2 separate regions of the Sus scrofa genome follow, and region 2 is linked to region 1. The links are chromatin contacts, called in public Hi-C maps. All regions are on one chromosome and are shown on one strand. The core of a region is the stretch at or near the end of the contact, and the rest is flanking DNA. Distances in the headings are between cores, read along the strand shown.

The links. Hi-C and Micro-C count contacts between places; a contact is called where the count stands out from the background.
Region 2: a Hi-C map of liver shows a contact between it and region 1, with 9 times the contacts expected there. The contact joins the enhancer-like site here to the promoter of SOST in region 1. A contact is called at or near these places in 2 of 5 promoter capture datasets (fetal skeletal muscle and liver), 29 of 47 Hi-C or Micro-C datasets (adipocytes, adipose tissue, alveolar macrophages and 17 more) and 2 of 2 datasets of contacts at active chromatin or transcription factors (alveolar macrophages and skeletal muscle).

Annotation. Positions count from the first base shown.
Region 1 is chr12:19,350,755-19,357,287 of Sscrofa11.1, forward strand. SOST (sclerostin) reads left to right here and starts at 4,158. Exons shown (of 2, transcript XM_003131361.3): 1 at 4,158-4,743. The coding sequence starts at 4,527.
Region 2 is chr12:19,404,083-19,410,615 of Sscrofa11.1, forward strand. The region is part of intron 1 of LOC106505423 (a long non-coding RNA gene); the gene reads right to left. Among named protein-coding and RNA genes, the nearest start is that of MEOX1, 24 kb to the right of the region's middle. Within about 2 kb of position 3,494, at least 1 of the 83 cell types and tissues checked has an H3K27ac peak or open chromatin away from gene starts, as enhancers often do. A contact at or near this core is called in liver, where this site is marked.

The sequences.
Region 1 (6,533 bases), core at 2,908-5,407:
GGTCCAGGCTGCTTTAAGGACCCCACCTGTAAAATGAGACTCAGGAATGATAATCACAGTGTTTTAACAGTTTGGTATCCAGGTAATTTTTGGCGTCTGCTCGGGGTGGTACAGTGTCAAGGATATCCCAACATTCAGAGCTAACCAAGGAGGGGTGTCTGCTGCTCCCTTGCGTAATTTTATGGTTGTGGACATGCCTGAGTCTAGCTGTGAAAAAGACAGTCTCTGACCTATATAGTCTGCTGAATTGCCAACCCATTTATAAGAAGTTGGGGAGTTCCCATTGTGGCTCTGTAGGTTAAGAACCTGACATAGTGTCCCCGAGGATGTGGGTTCCATCCCTGGTCTCACTCAGTGGGTTAAGGATCTGGTGTTGCCAAGAGGTGCGGCATAGGTCATAGATGCAGCTCTGATCCCATGTTGCCGTGGCTGTGCGTTGCCATGGAGGCCCGCAGCTGCAACTCCAATTCTGATTCAGCCCTCCCTGGGAACTTCCATATGCTGAAGGTGTAGCCCTTAAAAAAAAAAAAAAAAAAAAAAAAAGAATCCTCAGTTTCCATGAATGAGAGATGGGGGGCTTGGGAGCCAAGTGGAGAGTGAAGCAAACTTACCCCTGAGGTCTCTTTCAAACACTCTACAGTCCCGAGTCCCGGGAGCATAACTTACTTTCCAAATTTGGCATGTTCTTCAGAGTCTGGTCCAAATGCCACATCTTCCCAGATCCACCCCAAGGGTGTTCTCTTCTCTAAAGGCCCATAATAGGACTTGCCACTGTGGCTCAGTGGCGATGAACCTAACTGGTATCCATGAGGGTGAGGGTTCCATCCCTGACCTCGCTCAGTAGGTTAAGGATCCGGCGTCACTGTGAGCTGTAGTGTAGGTCACAGATGCGGCTTGGATCCCAAGTTGCCTGGCTGTGGTGTAGGTCGGCAGCCATAGCTCTGATTCGACCCCTAGCTTGGGAACTTCCATATGTTGCAGGTGTGGCCCTAGAAAGCAAATAATAATATTAATTAATTAATTAGAAAATAAAAGGCCCATTACACTTTGTTCTTTTATTTTTTCTTAATTTTTCAATTTTTTGTCTTTTTAGGGCTGCACCCTCAGCATCTGGAGGTTTCCAGGCTAGGGGTCGAATCAGAGCTGTAGCCACTGGCCTACACCACAGCTACAGCAATGCCAGATCCAAGCTGTGCCTGAGAGCTACACCACAGCTCATGGCAACGCCGGATCCTTAACCCACTGAGCAAGGCCAGGGATCGAACCTACATCTTCATGGATACTAGTCAGGTTTGTTTCCGCTGAGTCTCGACGGGAACTCCCAATTGAAATTGTTTTAACAGCCCAAGCTTGGCATTGGCAGCCTTGCGGAGAAACATGCTATTATGTGTTGAATTGTGTTCCTCCAAAATTTATATGTTGAGGAGTTCTCACTGTGGCTCAGCGGGTTAAGAACCCAACTAGTATCCATGAGGATGTGGGTTTGATCCCTGGCCTCGCTCAGAGGGTTGAGGATCTGGTATTGCTGTGGCTGTGGTAGTTCCCTAGCTTGGGAACAACCATACGCCTCAGGTGTGGCTCTAAAAAAAAAAAAAGGGAAAAAGAAAACAATATTCATCTATTATTCCAAGTACCTCAGAACATGACCTTATTTGAAAGTAGGGTTGTTGCAGGTGTTGAGATGAGGTCATCAGGGTGGGCGCTAATCCAACGTGACTGACGTCCTTATAAAAACGGGGAAATTAGGAGTTCCCATTGTGGCGCAGGGGAAACGATCCTGACTAGGATCCATGAGGATGAGGGTTCGATCCCTGGCCTCGCTTAGTGGGTTAAGGATCCAGCATTGCTGTGAGCTGTGGTGAAGGCCAGTGGCTACAGCTCCAATTCTATCCCTAGCCTGGGAACTTCCATATGCCCCAGGTGCGGCCCTAAGAAGAAAGGAAAAAAAAAAAAAAAAGCAAGGAGAGGTCATCTCTGCGGTCACAAAATTGTTCTTTGTTTTGGCTGTGATGGTGGTTACTTGAACCAACCCACACGATAAAGTTGCATAAAACTAAACACACACACACACACGTACAAATAAAACTGGGGAAATCTAAGACCAGTGCATTGGGTCGATGTCAGAACCCTGGGTTTTGCAAGATGATACGAGAAAACTAGGCAAAGGGAATAGGAAATTTTCTCTGTATTATTTCGTACAAGTGCACGTGATACGATGACCACAAAATAAAAGGTTCAATTCAAAAAACGACTTTGTCCAAGGATGTTCACAGCATCCCTATGGAGGATAGGGGAGCCCCCTAAACTACCCACAACAGAAATAAAACCCTGGGAGTCTAATTCCAGGGAGTATTGTCTAGCTCTGAACATTGCCACGTTTGCGGACTGAATAAATATAAAGCTGAATTAGTGTTAAGGGGAAAAGCAGATGGCATCATAGTAAATTCTCTCTGAGACATTCTATGGAAAGCGTGACCATTACCTTGGCAGAGAGTAATTCTAAAGGATGGAGATAAGTTAGAAGTTCAAGTCCACTGGATTCTTCTTTTTCTTCTTCCTCTTCCCCTTCCTCTCCTTCGTCTTCTTCTTCTTTTCCTTCTCCCTCCCCTGTGCTCTCCCTAAACATTACTTCAGTTTCAAATAAAATAAATGAAATCCTGAGCCCTGCCGTCCTCTGGTCGCTGGCTCTTCCTCCCATCTCCAGCAGGTGGCAGACGTGTTCCAAGGATGGTCCCCACCGAGTCCCTTTCCTGTGGATGAGCCGCAGATCCCAACAGCAGGTGGGGCTCCAGCATCATTCTCACCAGCTCAAAGACTCCAGACAGCGGAACTGCCCTCTCCGAAGTCCAGGGCAAGAAGACAGTTGTCTGGCCGCAACAGGGTTAATGGCTCACATTCCAGAGCAAGGAAAAAGGAGGCTGGAGGGTCACAGACAAGGGGAGGGGGCTCGCAGGGCCCCCTTTCTCACAACACAGGCCAGCTCTGCTGGGAGAGATAGATCACCCCCAACAATGGCCACAGCTGTTTTCGTCTGCCCTGAAGGAAACTGACTTAGGAAGCAGGTATCAGAGAAGGCCCTTCCTGTAGGGGCTTCTGTCTGGCTTGTAAAACTGTCAGAGCAGCTGCATTCATGTGTCGAGTGATGGATGATGGAAAGGAGGGACAGACGGCCGCAGATGGACACAGCGACTTACAAGTCGAGGCAGGTGGCAGAGGCGTTGCCGAGGCTCTGCAGGTGGGGTGCGCTGATTCATTGCCCAGTGAAAATACCAAGGGGACCTGGGCCACGGCCCTCTTCCCAGCCTCCTCCAGGGCCGGGAGGGGCTGTGCCGCCTCAGACAATACATCTGCAATGAAAGCTTCCGCCGCCGGCCCTCCTTCATTTTCCTGCACCTCAGGTGTGAACCTGCCTCCCCCCGGGCCTTTCTTTCTTCTCCAGGGCCTAGGGAGCAATTCCTTTTGGGTTCTCTGTGGCTGGCTGGACCTGGGGTGGCTTCACGGAATGTTCCCTGTACTCTGCACCGATAAGGTTTTCCATAATGGCCTCAGAGCTCGCTTTGAAAAATGTAAGGGGCTGGGAGACAAGAAAAAGAACGTTAGCACTAAAAATGCTGGCTTTCGCTTTTGCTAAGAAAAGGAATTTTCTGCTCTCTGCTCCTTCCCACAGCCTGGCCCAGGGAAATAACTGCCTTTGGCACATTAGCCCGCCAAGACGCGCCTGTCACCAAATGCAGGATTTCTGAGAAGCATGAGCTAAGGTTTCCTCCTTGTCTCCATCACCAGGGCCTGCTGACTGTGCATCCTGGCCTTGAACCCAGAACCCCTGCTCCCTCCACCAAGCGGGAGCGCTGGCTGTGGCCTTCTGGTTTTCCCTCTTCCCTTCCAGAGGACACGAGTGGCGCTTTCTTGGTCTGGATAATTGATGCCGAGCTGCATGGAGTTGAGGGCCAAGGAGGTTTCTTAAAAAGCATCCTCCTGCGTCTGCCGGGATCTGGGGCAGGGGAAGGGGGTGGGGGGAGGGACAGATACTCGTAGACCCCCGAGACAAATGAACTTGGTCTGAGACATGGGATCAGCTGGGCTGAGACCTATGGAGGACGCAGAGCTGCCGTTTTCTTTGTTAAACTGGTCCAGGTTGGTTTTGAGAAAGCCCGAGGGGCCCAGAGAGGTGGAGGCGAGGAGCTGGAGCTCCTTCTGATATCTGAAAACCACAGGCGCCTGCGCGTGGGAGGGAGACACGGAGAGCAGGCTCGTCTGGCCCGCCCCCTCGCTGTGGGTCACCTGGGAGCACCAGCCGCACTTTGGGGAGATTTCTGAGCCCGAGGAGAAGTCTTTGGGGGAGGGCCTGCTCTGAGCACACCCCGTTCCCTCCCCCTGGGCTGAGGGAAGCATGGGACCAGCCCTGCCCCAGCCTGTCCTCATTGGCTGGCACGAGGCAGAGGGGGCTTTAAAAAGGCAAACGTGGCCAGGCTGGGGACCAGAGCCTGTGCTACTGGACGGCCCGGTGCCCTCCTCCGGCTGGCACCATGCAGCTCTCGCTCACCCTGTGTCTCGTCTGCCTGCTGGTACACGCAGCCTTCCGCATGGTAGAGGGCCAGGGGTGGCAGGCCTTCAAGAACGATGCCACGGAAATCATCCCTGAGCTGAGCGAGTACCCGGAGCCTCTGCCAGAGCCGAACAACAAGACCATGAACCGGGCAGAGAACGGAGGGAGGCCTCCCCACCACCCCTTCGAGACCAAAGGTATGGGGCGGAACATTTGTAGCATAAGGGTCCTGGGAGGGTTCTCTTTGGGTGGGTTTTTTTTTTTGTAATTTTATTGGCGTGTAGTTGACTTACAGGGTTGTGTCAGTTTCAGGTGTGCAGCGAAGTGATTCAATCATACATATACACGCATCTATTCTTTTTCCTTGTCCCATATAGGTTATTAGAGAATAGTGAGCAGAGTTCCGTGTGTTAAACCGTAGGTCCTCTTTGGTTACCTATGTTCTAGCTTTGATGGGGGTCGAAGACCAGGGTTGACACGCTGGGGTACACTGGGAGCCACTGTCAGCACCAGCGGAGGGACAGTCCTACCTGGAAGTAGGGGAAGGATGGCATGCCAGCGTAGCCTTGGATTTCAAGTGCCAGGGTGTGGGACGGGCAGGGGACTGGCAGTGAGAGCCCAGAGCAGGAAGGGGGCTGAGGTGGTGAGGGTACAGCCTGGGGACAGGCTCAGGGGCTCAGAAAGGAGACTCCAAACACTCCTCTCCTGAGAAGAGGGGAACCAGGGTCCAGCTGCTGACGCCACTGGAGAGGGGACAAGGCAGGGGAGCCTCACGTCTATGAGCACCTGCTGGATGCAGACACCATTTGGGCTGCACCCGAAATGTACCCCCGGAGAACTCCCAAGGTGAAGGTGAAGAAACGGAGGCTTCAGAGATTAAGTGGTTTGTCAGCAAGCAGAGAACTGAGATTTGAAGCCACTTGGATCCCGTTACAAGTCAGCCCTGGCAGGGGGTGGGGTGGGGTGGGGTGTCAGGGCCAAAAGCAGGAGCAAATCTCCACCAAGTGGTGGGAGATACCAGAGCGGCATCCTTCCAGCTCCCACCACCCCTGGTCTAGCCAGTGAGCTGGCACCAGAAGGCATGGGAGCTGCAAGCACAGTTTTAGCTTCTGACCTGGGGGGCAGCTGGGTCCAGGCCCTGGACGGGAGGCAGCATCCTCTGTGCAGGGCGTGGACACAGGTGGCCCCATCTGTCCTAAAACCTCACCCCAGACCCGGCCTTGCTTCCGCCCTGGGAGGGAGGCTGACCCTGGTAGAAAGGCAGTGACCCCAGCAGAGGGCGCACCTGGGTTCCTGGTCAGGTCCACACGGAGAAGCCTGGGGGGCAGTGTGCACAGCTGGCCCTGCAGCAGGTGGGAACTGCTGGGGGCAGGGGCCAGGATGGCACTTCAGAGTGAGGCCCTCTGGCCATGGTCCAGGTGAGAGAGGGAGTCCCCCTTGCCCAGGCTCCAGCATTCTGCCCTGCTTCACCACCAGCGGGGACTGGGGGCTCTGCACAGGGCACCCCCAGATAAGGCTGGTGGAACCACCCATCTTTAAAGGGGGTGGGTAGGAGTGCCTCTCCTCTGCTCCTGCCCAGGGAAGGTCAACTAAGCTCAAGTGATGGGCTCGAGTACAAGACGCCACCTCCCTGGGCTCCTATGAGAGCCACTGGCCCAGAGGAAGCCTCGTGCTCAAAACAAAGTCACCCTTTGCAGAGGAAGAGCCTGACCTAGGGGTACTATTCTTGGAAAGCCCCACAGCCTCCTTCCCTGGGCAAGGAGGCCGCCCCCACACACCACCCCTGCGGCTTGGGAGCAGGGATCAAGATGCCAAACCCGCCCAGAAACCAGAAGGCCAGCCACGGGAGGAGGGCAGCCCCCACGTCTCTCCTGCTGTGCTTCTTCTCCCAGGGCTGCGGCCCTGGCCTTCTCCGCCTCCTCTCTGGTTTTGGTCTTAGGACTATTTTTCATTGCTTTGTGTCACATTGGAACTGTCCCTATGAGAC
Region 2 (6,533 bases), core at 2,244-4,743, 53 kb after region 1:
TTTAAAACACACAGACTTCAGGGCCTCACCCCACGCCTAGACAACCAGAACCTCAAGGTGAGGGACAGGGGGACTCTGGTTTTTTGGCTGAGGCGATTCTGCTGCAGCCTGACGCCAAGCACAGAGTTTTCCAAGGGGTGCTGGTCAGAGGACCTTCACTGTGCAGCAGCTCCGACTGGAGTTTCACTGCTGTCTGAGCCACTAGAACTTTCTAGGCTGCTGACAATACTAAATCCATTAGGTATTATTTACAAAAGGAAATCTAGCTGCATCTTCCATTTGATTTGTGCTTTATTAGGAAATAAAATGGTAGCTAATAAAGACAATGTTAATATGGAAATTGAATCAGTCATTTTAGGTCAATGTCAATGAAATTTAGTCTATGGGCAGAGGATATAAATGTCTTTCTTTCCCCCTTTAAGGTAGCGGGTTTTTTTTGGGGGGGGGGGTGCTGGGTGAATCCTCCAAACACTAGCAACAACAGAACTCGCATTGTGGTTTATACTTTTGAAGCACTTTACAGGTACTTTACCTGATTGATTCTTCCCAATTATCATGACTTCCCTTTAAAATGAGTAAGTCTGAGTCAGGCTTGGGCAGTCATGACCTCAAGCCACAAAGCAGGGTAACAGGAGCATCTGTCAGTTTTCTCTTGTGACCTGCTGCCTCTCTGTTCCTCCCTCACCCCCTAGAGGGATTCTCCTCTCGTCCTTCCCCTGCTCAGGAAGCCACTCTGGCTCCCCAGCGATCAAGTCCAAGTGCACAGGCCTGGTTTCGAGACCAGGTAGCCTGGAACCACCTTCTCTCCCATCGCCCAGCTGGGCTCCTCTCCCTCCATCTCCTCCTCCCCACCCCTTGCTTGTCTGCAAACGGGTCCCAGCAGAGCAGCCCCTAGAGAAACAGAGAGAGTCCTCGGCCAGGTGGGGGTGGCGGGTTGGGGGGGGAGCCTGGCAGTGGGTCCCCTTCACAACACCCTCCAAACCCCCATGCCTGGCCTCTCTTTTTCAGCCCCTACCAGTCCCTCCTCCTCCAGGAAGCCTCCCTGTCCTTGCTTGAATATCCACAGGCCAGCAGGGCAGGACAGCCGCCTATGTATGGCCTCCTACCTGCCCTCCCCCCACCTCACGCATGCACCTGCCCTTCGCCCTTTCTGCCCAGCACCGTAATCTTTTTTGAGTTATTTCTGTTTGTCCCATCTGTCAAGTGAGGGGGTAGGTGGTGGGTGACAAGGAGAGCGTCACCATCCATGCTGGAACCCACTGTTTGAGTCCATGAACAGAATGGGGGTGATAGACGGGGCCCCTTCCTCCCGCCCCCCTGACCTGCTGAAATCACGCTGGCTGTTGTGATCTCTGGGGGCCACCCTGCAGAGCGACCCACGGCTCTGGGAGGGACATCCTCGGAGCCACTCGGGGGTCAGGAGGGCCAGCTGGACGTGGGTGGCTGGCCTGGGAGAGGGGGCTGCAGGGCCTGGAGCACTGGCTGTGTGCCACTTTCATGTCACCCTCAGGGCACGGGGCAGAGTTTTACCCACATCCTACAGGTGGGAAAATGGAGACCCAGAGGCGGTGCTGGGGTTCACGGCGGTGCCCCCGCCTTTTAATGCGGCCGAGGCCAGGCCGGGGCTGCTTCTCAGCCCTGGAAGCACAAGAGAACCACAGGGGCCCTTTAAACTCCCCAAGTCCCGGTCTGCACCCAGACCCTCTCTGGGTGGGGCCCAGGTGACCATATTTTTAAGGTCCCCGGGGATTCCAGCGTGTGGCCAAGAGGAGAATGGACACTACAGGCTGAGACAGCACCTTGCAAACTGTCCCTCGGTGTCACTGCATGGCTCCTTGGTCACGGAGCCTCTTTCCTGGTCTGTGAAATGGGAATAACTGCACTACCCTGAGTCAAAGTGCTTCCAAAATGCCACACGCATTTTTTTTTTTTTTCTTCCTAGGCTATACCTGCAGTCTACAGAAGTTCCTGGGCTAGGGGTCCAATCAAAGCAGCAGCTGCTGGCCTTTGCCACAGCCACGGCCACACAGGATCCAAGCCACATCTGCAACCTCCCATCCTACACCACAGCTCGCCGCACCCCTACGTCCTTAACCCACTGAGCGAGGCCAGGGATCGAACCCCATCCTCAGGGACGCTATGTCGGGTTCTTAACCTGCGGAGCCACAACAGGAACTCTGCGACCTGCTCTTTTTGCCCTAGCCCTTATCACCTGCAAACATACTAGATATTTCCCGTATTTATCCTGCACATGCTGTTCTGATTGACACACACGCCCCACCTCTGCCAGGACATGGTTCAGTTCAGGGCCAGGATCTCCGTCTTTGCCTCGTGTTGTCTTTCGCTGCATCCCAGTCACTAGTCAGCTCACACAGCCCTTGGCACAGTCAGGGCTGAATAAATATTTGTTGAATGAATGAATGAATGAATGAATGAGTCACAGTGCCTGGCAGCACGGCAGGCCTCTCAGAATGTCACTGGCATTGTTGCTGCCACTATGCTTGTGGTCACAGCCTTCCAGCCCGAACGGCTCACCTCCCGGAGCTGCGTGCGATCTTAAGGCCACCCAAGGTCAAGCAAACTTTCCTTTTGCTCTAGAAACTTGCCTCCGTGCCCTGCTCCTCGGGCCTCCGATTCTGGGCACCAGCAGCGAGAAACCACCAAGTTTTAAGATTTCATTTGTAATTCTTTGCAGATGAAATGTCAGAAAGATGGGAAAGGCAGAGCCATAAATCTGATCCTAATATAGCATAGAGCTTATTAATGAAGAATAAATCACTGAGGGAAACCTCCCCGGAGTGCTTGGCCGGGGCCCGCGGGGAGAATGGCATATTTATGTGCAAACCTATCGCATCTTGTACTTTCTCAGATATATGACCAAGGCAGATTTGCCAGGGCAGCAGCCTTAACATCCAGCAATTATATTTTTTTTTCTAGCAAAAATTCATCTCTTCTATAGAAATCTCCTAAGCATTTATTGGATTAGGATCACATCCAAATGTAGAAAATTAAACATACACACCACCGTGGGACCTCGGCAGGTCCTGGTACAGAACGTCCATACCCCCACCTCCAAGATGCTCCCAGGGGGCAAAGCCGAGGCCCGAGAAGGGACCTGCTTTCCGCAGCATCACCCAGGTGGCTAAGGCTGGTGGAGACAAGAAACTGGTCCTTACTCCCACCCGCCCCTCATCCTCTCATCGCCCCAGTGTGAATCGGTTACCACAAGGGAGAAGGGACTTGCCCGGTGGGATTCAGTGAAGGAGAAGATGACGGGGAGATTCTCCAGTGTCATCAAAAGGGTGCCTATGGAGGAACGAGGGAGGCAGGAGAGACAGGGAAGACGTGAGGGGCGAACAGAAGCCAGAATAATGCAGCGGCTTCTAGAAGGCAAGGAGGTTGAGTTTTGCTCAGAGCCACTGCCAGAGGGCATGCAGCCCAGTCAAGACCTTGGCTTTCGGACTGCTGACCTCGGACCGTAAGTGATGGAGTTGGGGTTGTTTGAAGCCACCGCTTGTGGTCATTGGTCACAGCTGCCAGAGGAAGCTAACAGCGTATTAGAGAGAAGTTGTGTCCCAGGAAGCTGCACCTGGCGGTGTCTGCAGACAGCGCTGGGGAGAGACCCCCTGCCCTTGAGGGTCACCCCACATTGTCTCTGGCGCCAGGCGGCTCCTCCGGTGGGCTCTTTGCAACTCACCCTCCAGGCTGGGCTGCAGAGGGCCCTTCTCCCGTTTTCTCAGTCCCTCGGTCCCTCGTCTGCAGCTTTTCTGCAGCCCGACGCCCCCTCCATCACTCCCTCCAAAGCTCATCACCCAGCCGCCTCGCCCCCATCCCTTCCTCTCTTCTAATCCCCGAGAAGCTAAGGAAACAGCGACTTAGTCCAGGGCCTCCCCCGACCCCTGCGGCCTTTCCTGTTCTCAGCCACCAGCCTCGCCACCCCTCATGGCCTCGGGAGCCACAGGGCTGGAAGTCCCCTGCTCGATGCTTCTTTGGGACCTACTCCAGTCTGGTGATTGCCCTCTCTACCCCTGGGCCCTCAGGGACAGAGATGTGGCACAGGGAGCTCCCGGGGGAGGACCTGGGAAGAGGGGCAAATGAAGGGGAAGGGGGAAAGTGGAAATTTGTGAAAAAGCGGGTGGCCGTGGCCATCATTCTCCAAGTCTGGCCAGTGGCCCGCCTCGCCTGGCCGGCAGCTTATTAAAGTGCACAGTCCTGGACACTCCTCTTTCTTAGTTACTGAGCAGAAAGGGTGGGAGGTGAGCACCTCCGGGCTTGAACCCTCCCAGTGCGAGATGGTCATGCAGCCTCTCCACACCCCAGGGGGCTCTGATTTGCACACAGCAGGATTATGAGGATTAACATACATACACAGGAGTTCCCGCTGTGGCTCAGCTGTAAAGAACCTGACTAATATCCATGAGGATGTGGGTTCTATCCCTGGCCTTGCTCAGCGGGTTAAGGATCTGGCATTGCCATGAGCTGTGGTGTAGATGTAGCTCAGACCCAGTGTTACTGTGGCTGTGGCTGTGGCTGTGGCGCAGGCTGGACCCCGAGCCTGGGAACTTCCATAGGTTGCAGGTGCAGCCCTAAAAAGAAAGAGAAAAAAAAAGTGTATTGTTAAAGAAACAAAACAAAACATAAATACATAAAGTGCAGAAGCCATGGGTACCCCCTCCATACCCCCCAGGGCCCATCATCTTGAAGCCCAAAGGATCTAACCTCTGCCTGCCTGAGGGCCTGGAAGTGCCAGAGAATGAATGCCCTTGACTGGCTAGCCCTGGGACAGAATGGGGTTGGGGTATACCCCAGCTCCCTCGCCCTCCAGGCAGATTGCTCTGAGGTGTGACTCCCTGAACCACCCCCCCAACTCCCCCTACACCCCAGCCCCCCACCCCACGGCCCAGTGAGATTAGGCCCCAGTCAGCCTGGGGTGACCTGCCTGATAACACACCTCCTGCCGGCTGCCTTCCCTTCGCTGCCCCACTTCCCCGGGCTCCTGCTGGCCTGGCTGTGAGCTCCTCTGATAACAGCTCGCCCTGATTCCTCCTCCATCTCAACCCCAGGCTGAGACGAGCCCTAGCATCTCAGGGTCTGGTCAGGGACTGGCAGCCAGGAAGTGAATCCTTTTTGACTCCCAGTGTGGAGGGCAGGTTAGTCCAGACCAGGGGAGGTCACGGCAGGGCCTGGCGTAGTCCTGTGGCCTGGAGGCAGGGGTGCCATCACTGACCAGGGTCTGCCAGGATGGGCCCCATCCACCGGAAGCGGTCCCAGGAAAGCCACCTCACCCTTTCCTTTCTGTTTCTATTAATTTTTTTTCTTTTTCATTTTTTCCTTTTTTAGGGCCGCACCTGCAGCATATGGAAATTCCTGGGCTAGGGGTCGCATCAGAGCTGCAGCCACTGGCCTACGCCAGAGCCACAGCAACGTGGGATCTGAGCCTCATCTGTGACCTACACCACAGCTCATGGCAACTCCAGATCCTTAACCCACTGAGCAAAGCCAGGGATCGAATCCGCATCCTCATGGATACTAGTCGGGTTCTTAACCCACTGAGCCACAATGGGAACGCCACCCTTTCCTATTTATTATTATTATTAGTCTTGTTAGGGCTGCACTGGCAGCATATGCAGGTTGCCAGGCTAGGGGTTGAATCAGAGCTACAACTGCCGGCCACGGCCACAGTCACAGCAACACCGGATCCTTAAGCCACTGAGCGAGGCCAGGGATTTCCGGGGATCGAACCCATGTCTTCATGGATACCAGTCAGGTTCATTACCACTGAGCCAGGACCTCTAAGCCATGATGGGAACCCCGGCCCTTTCCTTTCTCAGATAACCAGTATCTGTGAGCCAGAGAGCTGAGCTGTGTTCCCAGCTCCCACAGTCCCCTCTCTCCTGACCCCAAACCCCTCCATCTGAAATCACGCCTCGCCACCCCGGCTCTCACCCCATCTCCCTTTCCTAGTTCCTCCAACAAAGCAAACCCTCCTTAGAGACACATCGCCTCGAAATCTTGAAACCGCCACGCCAAGCCCCAGTGCCTGGGCCTCCTCAGCCACATGAATTCTAGTCCCCAGGGCCATTGAAGTCACCTCCCAGAGAAATCCCTATGATTTCATCTTCTATTTAATCTTTATTTCTCCTCATACTTTTTAGAACTTCAAATAATTTCTCATTTGTAGTAACTAGGAAGCCATAAATCGCCCCTTTATGTCTGAGGAAAATCAATTGTTATTTGACATTTTACCTTAATATTCCCGACTTCCTTCAACCGTAATAAAGCTTCCATCTGCCTTTTATTTTACAGGCAATTAGTAAGTCACCTTTTAAAAATTTCTCCACATTTTCTATCAAATGAATGCCAGGATCGAAAGGGGAGAGCTGTTTTATGGGATTGAACTCGGCGAGTAGAAGGGGCTGATCGGTAGCCTTCGAGGTACCAACACTCATTAATGGCTTTTATTGATTCGGGGGCTTTTTAACCCTTAGCAATAATACAGGTGTCACCTGCCTGCGGCACTTGGGGGATGGGGT